2 separate regions of the Mus musculus genome follow, and region 2 is linked to region 1. The links are chromatin contacts, called in public HiCAR-type maps. All regions are on one chromosome and are shown on one strand. The core of a region is the stretch at or near the end of the contact, and the rest is flanking DNA. Distances in the headings are between cores, read along the strand shown.

Region 1 (2,906 bases), core at 256-2,755:
CCCAAAGCCAATCCCTAGGATCTACACAGTGGAAGATGAGAACCAACGCCCAAAGTTGTCATTTGACTTCCATGCATGCACTGTGACATGCATATACTCGTGTGCATGTACATGCACATACACAGACACAGACACACAATTTTGAAAGAGAGGGGAAATAAGAGAAAGAGACACCACTTCCAAGCCAGGCTTAGCATGCCTGTAATGCCATCACTCAGAGGCTGCAGAATTCCAGATCCACTTTGACACATCGTCTCAGGGGAAAAAAAAATAGAATTAAGTAACAAAGAGAAACCACTACTTTCAAATCTACATATGGGTAACCTACAGAATTTGACAGAAGAGGCAGTGCATATGAGAAATTCAGAAACTGTCTCCCCTACTTCTCCACATAGAAAAAAAAATCCCAAAAAAATATAAACTTACCATTTCCTACTTCTCATAATTCTATGACATTTTCCCACTGCCTAGTTCTGAAATTCAATCCTTCAGAATTCCTAGTGTGTCCCACATGGTTGAATGGAATGTTCAGCATTTTTTTATATAATGCCTCATTAGGCAAGAAATCAACCAAAATAGGCATTTATGATGGTCTCAAAGTGCTCTCATTTTAAGTAAATACACACACTACACATTTTAATAAACCAAACTTGTAAGCACAGCTATTCCAGAGTAGCCACAGGAGACGGGTTCCAGGACCCCTGTGGAGTCCAGAGGCCACAGATGCTCAAGCCCCAGACATTAAATGCTGTGGTGTTTGAACAGAATCTATGTACCTCCTCCTGCCTACTTTAAATTATCCTCAGGTTCCTTCTAATAGCTAATGCAATAGAAGTCATCCATTATACTGTATTCTTTAGAGAATAATGATGAAGAAATGTCTACACAAGTTTAGTGCACACACAACCGTAGCAAGTCATGACTACACAGTATTCAAGCCACCACTGATCGATTCTGCAGATATTGAAACCCTAGAGTTTAAACAAGCTTGGAACACTGATGTCTAGCCAATGTATTGCAAAAGGCAGTGAGGCCTAAATCTGAAGACAAATAAACTGGGAGGTGGCTGAAATCATTATAACTAGAGGTTGGCTTTCTGTTTAATGAAGTAAATTGTCTGAAGAAAGAAATGGAACGTGGTGAGGTAGAGCCTGACTCATGGACACTTACACCAGCCACTTGTGGTGTTTGCTAGTTAACTGAAGCCAGAAGTGACAAATCCCAGGAAAGGCTAAAGGTGGTTAAAACATGTAGGAGGACTGACAATTAATGAGAAAAGAGAAAAGAAATGGGTGTTATACCACCTAGAAAGAAAACAATAGAACTAGAGGCTGATTCATAATAAATTTCAATTTACAAAAGTATTGAGGAGCCAGGGACAAACTCCTCACCCGTGGAACCAGCAGGGATGTTGTCAATTTCAACACAAGAAACTAGACTCAAAACAAACTTCATGATAATGGGAATCTGGCAACTTGTAGCCTGGATGACTAGAGTATGACTCATGTGACCACTTGAAGCCAGCTTGGGAACACTGAAGCACAGAATGAACATGGGAAAGCAAGTCCAAAAGGGTGGAATGGAGATGGATTCCCTGAGAGGACTCCTGAGGAGATATGGCAGGTGTCTCCTGGCCTGACCTGGAGTAGACTTTCTGAGGTGCCTCCTAACTCCACTAGTTCTTCCAAAGACAAGGCTGGAAGCAAGCTGCTTTGCCCCAGTGTGTCCTCAGTTCTCTCCTCCCCCACTTCCTTCTGCACACACACCCTGTTCTAACTACTCCTTCCTTCCTTCTTCAGCACCTTAAATGTCTCTTTTTATCTCCCCTTCCTTTCTCCCATTCAAACACCAGTTTTCAGCCTCTTTCTCTTCCCACCCAGGCACTATGATGAGATGGAGATACAAAAACACTCATGATAAGATTTTATGAAACATTGTAACTAGTACACCAAGAGGATGGCAGAGGATGGCAGCTGTGCTGGCTGGGTTTATGTCAACTTAACACAAGTCAAAGTCATCCGTGAAGGGGGAACCTCAGTTTAGAACAGATCTATAAGATCAAGTTATAGGCAGTTCTATGGGGTCTTCTCTTAATTAGTGATGGCTGGAGAAGGCTCAGCCTGTAGTATCCAGCTTGGGCTGGTGATCTATAAGAAAGCAGGCTGAACATGCCATGGGGATGTAGCCAGTAAGCAACATTTCTTCCATAACCTCTGCATCAGTTCCTGTCTTCTGGTCCTGCCCTATTTGAGTTCCTGTCCTTACTTCCTTCAGGGATAAGCAGTGATGGAGAATTGTAAGCCAAATAAACCCTTTCCTCCCCAAGTTGTTTTTGGCCATGGTGTTTTATTGTAGCAATGATTACCTCAACTAAAATAGTAACAATGTATCTTTCTATAAATGATACAAATTCCCATGCAGCCTCCTATTCCCACCTTTGAAGATAGTAGGATCCAATGAGATGAGAGAAGGATTAACTTGCCAGTTAGGAGACAATCAGTGCCAAGGCATGGTAGCACACACGTGTAATCCCAGCACTCAGGAGGCTGAGGCAGGAAGATCGTAAATTCCAGGCTAGTCTTTATTTAAATATCCTCTTCCAAACACATACACAGACAAATCACAATTTAAACTCCTCTAAGGCTCTTCTCTTTTCCTTCACAGATAAGGGCTGTCATATGTGGAAGGGGTTATATATCTCTGATGATGTGACTAAGGGAGACAATTACTCCAGTGCTATTAGAGATGTCCCCAATGCAGTTGGTGGATCTTGCCAGTGGCATTTAGCAAGTTCCTTTTTGGAAAAGTTGGGGGCTTCAAGGGTAATTGATCTATCTTAGCCCAGGCTGACTCTGGTCGTCCTTGACATCTGCCTCCTCTTCGGCTGCCAAAAGTACCTGGCAAGT
Region 2 (2,906 bases), core at 249-2,748, 230 kb before region 1:
TGTGTCTTTCTTCACTACCTGTAGTTTCTTCTCACCGTTAGACTGTCTTCTTTGATCTGTGGTATCCTCTTCTTCATTCTCAAGGACTTCTACTCTCATGAAAAGGTTTGTAGTCATCTGTTCCATGACAATACTTACAATAACATTAAAGCAATAAAATCAGACAACGGTCATGACAAACATTGTATCAATCCATTTGTGCTAACTAGATCAGGGTTACTTGTGAGACCTGCAAAGCAGAAATCCTATTATCCCATTGTACTGGACAGTAACACCTTAAGTAACAGAAGACCTTGATATATGTGACATGATGGAGAGGATAAAGAAAAGGAGGGAGAAGGAGACAGGAAGAGGAGGAGGAAAAGAGGAGATGGAAGAAGACAAAGAAGGGAGGAGAAAAGAAAAGGAAAAGGAAGTGGGGAGAAACATAAAGGGGAAGAAGAGGAGGATGAAGGAAAAAAAGGAGGATGGTGAGGATGAAAAAGAGGAGGAAGAAGAGAGAAATTAAAAGGAAGACGATGGGGTGGGGAGTGTAGAGAGAAAGAAGAGGTGCAACTCTTTGTTGGCCCGTGACTGGAAGTCCATGAGTAGATCAGATTTCCCGTTGACCTGCCTCAGGCCTCAGTGGTGGTCCCAAAAGTTGCAGCTCTGCACCTTTCTGGTGTATCGCTTTATTATGCTTTATTATGCTTTATTATGCTTTATTTTATGTCCTGAAGCATGGGCCTTCACGCCATCCAGTTCACATCATTATGAAAACCAATTACACAAAGTCTGTATCCAATCACATTTTTTGTTTCCAGGCCAACTCTGGCAACCTGGTTCGGAACTGATGCATCCTGTTTGCAGGCAAATAGTGTATATTAGTTGTCTGTTGAGATCAGAAAAGAAAGGAAATGGCCGTGGGCTGCAGCAGAACCACATGAGTGTGGAGTTAGGATGTAGTGGGTCTCAGAGGATGTGCAGGCAGCTGTGTGAATGAACAGGGATTACGTGGAAGCCACCAATCTCCACTTTGTCATTTTGTACATGAGCAGCTGACTAGAACCCTGACACTTCACCCCAGAGCCACCTCTACTATGCAGTCCCAGCTCCCCTGCATATTGGTTGTGCTTGCATTTTTATGTATAAACTGAGATATTCAGACAATGGCATTTATCTAACAGCTTAGTTAGATAAATATTAGCTAAGATGCTGATGGTAACAATCACAACAGCCTGCATATATTTGTGTACCTTTAGTGCCAGGAGAGCTGGAGTGTTCTTGGGCAAACCCACATATTGCTGGAATATTTGGTTCATATCATGACATAGATGTTTTCTTCTTGTGGCCTTTTGCTTTTAGCCAAAGCCTTCCTCTTGAGCCTCTTTGGTGTGATGAGCTTTCAAAGATGGAGTATCATTTCTCACAGCTGTTTCCTTCTCCAGTCATAACAAGCAGGTTCTCTGTTAGCTCACTGTGACTCAGCCAAAGATTACCTAATTCTGAGTCACTTTGCAAGATGCACTCTGGTCCCTTCCCTGTGGACTGAATTCTGGTTTTCTTGTCAGCACACTATGCAGTGTGTAGTTCATGGCTGATCATAATATGTAAGGTCTGTCTCCATGAGAACTTGATGAATGTCCCTCCCTGTTTAGAAGCTTAATGCAACCTTTGAGCCAGCTAGCCACACAATTGAGTCTTTAATTTCTACTGATCTCATCTTCGGCTACTGTCTCCAAAAGTTTTCTTAAAAAAAAAAGTTATTTTATATATTCAGTAATTTCTTTGGTTTTAAATTGATCTTTTAAGCTTTACATAGTACTTACAGTTTAACTTACTGTTTTCTCTCCCATGGGATTCAGCTCAATGCTTTTCCAGGCCAAGACTTGCATTTCAATGTGTCCGCAGTTATTCCAAAGTTCTTATCAATTATAAATTTCTTGGACAATGCCACTATTGTCTTTAAAACTCCAACTCAATGGTTGAGCATATGAGGTCCAAGGCCTTGGTTGCTGGTGCTGTCTACCCTTATTTAGACTTGGCTCATAACAGTTCATTGATTCTGTTTTTCAAAATTATATTATTTTGCAAATCAAATTCCTCCTCCTATATTTATAATTCAATTATGAGAAATCATATGAAATGGGATTGTATATTTACCCCTAAAGGAAAATGTTTGAATAATCCCAAGCCAAGCTTTGCAACTTTTTTCTTATTTTCATATCTAATGAATTTTCATAAGAAGAAGAAGAACTGTAAAAAGATCCTCTTTTTGGAAGAAGAATTAAAGGTGGAGAGTGTTGAATGATTGGATGCTAAGGACGAGCAAAATTGAATAGCAGCAAGTCAGTTACACTAATGTCTTTAATTCTGCCACCAGGAAAAACTCTGTCTTGACAGCTCTGTTGGAAAGTGTTAACAAATAATACAATGAGTAGATGATTAGAATCTTATCTTAATTTTCCAGATAATTGATAAGGAAGTATATGTTCCATCTAATTCTGCAAGTCTGGTATATCCACAAACCAACACCAGACATGGGGCATTATCAGAAAGGAAAACAGACATTCATCTTAGTCACGGGCATAGATGTTCACAGCAGGAATAAACACATAAGGAAAACACTCTAGCAAGGCTTGGAGGAAACTATGTAACATTTCCTGAGTGCCGACTAGAGCTTTCCTATTGACTCATACTGTTCCTCCAAGTATTCTGTGGCTGAGGAACTGTTGCTAACCCATTTTATAAAGTGCATAATGACCCAGTTGGATTTGTCCCAGGAATACAAAATAGTTTCCTATTTGAATTACCCAACAGTAAACACCTGAGCAGGAGGAGGATTATGATGTGGGTAAACATGTCTTATAGGATTACAAATCAAACTAGAAAATGTTGAGAACTTCCTTACCTGATTAAGAGGACAT

The links. HiCAR-type assays count read pairs that join an accessible place to other places.
Region 2: a HiCAR-type map of fibro-adipogenic progenitors shows a contact between it and region 1, with 8 times the contacts expected there. The contact joins two enhancer-like sites. A contact is called at or near these places in 2 of 39 promoter capture datasets (hippocampal neurons and liver), 4 of 15 datasets of contacts at CTCF or cohesin (the NIH/3T3 cell line, hippocampal excitatory neurons, liver and 1 more), 120 of 484 Hi-C or Micro-C datasets (the 3T3-L1 cell line, the AML12 cell line, B cells and 67 more), 11 of 115 datasets of contacts at active chromatin or transcription factors (PVALB interneurons, astrocytes, bone marrow-derived dendritic cells and 7 more) and 1 of 9 other capture datasets (embryonic tail).

What each region holds. Positions count from the first base shown.
Region 1 is chr3:66,006,415-66,009,320 of GRCm38.p6, reverse strand. No RefSeq gene overlaps it. Among named protein-coding and RNA genes, the nearest start is that of Ccnl1, 50 kb to the right of the region's middle. Within about 2 kb of position 1,505, at least 42 of the 459 cell types and tissues checked have an H3K27ac peak or open chromatin away from gene starts, as enhancers often do. A contact at or near this core is called in the C2C12 cell line, fibro-adipogenic progenitors, granulosa cells and 1 more, where this site is marked.
Region 2 is chr3:66,239,258-66,242,163 of GRCm38.p6, reverse strand. All of the region lies in intron 4 of Veph1 (ventricular zone expressed PH domain-containing 1), which reads left to right. Among named protein-coding and RNA genes, the nearest start is that of Ptx3, 21 kb to the right of the region's middle. Within about 2 kb of position 1,498, at least 29 of the 459 cell types and tissues checked have an H3K27ac peak or open chromatin away from gene starts, as enhancers often do. A contact at or near this core is called in the C2C12 cell line, fibro-adipogenic progenitors, granulosa cells and 1 more, where this site is marked.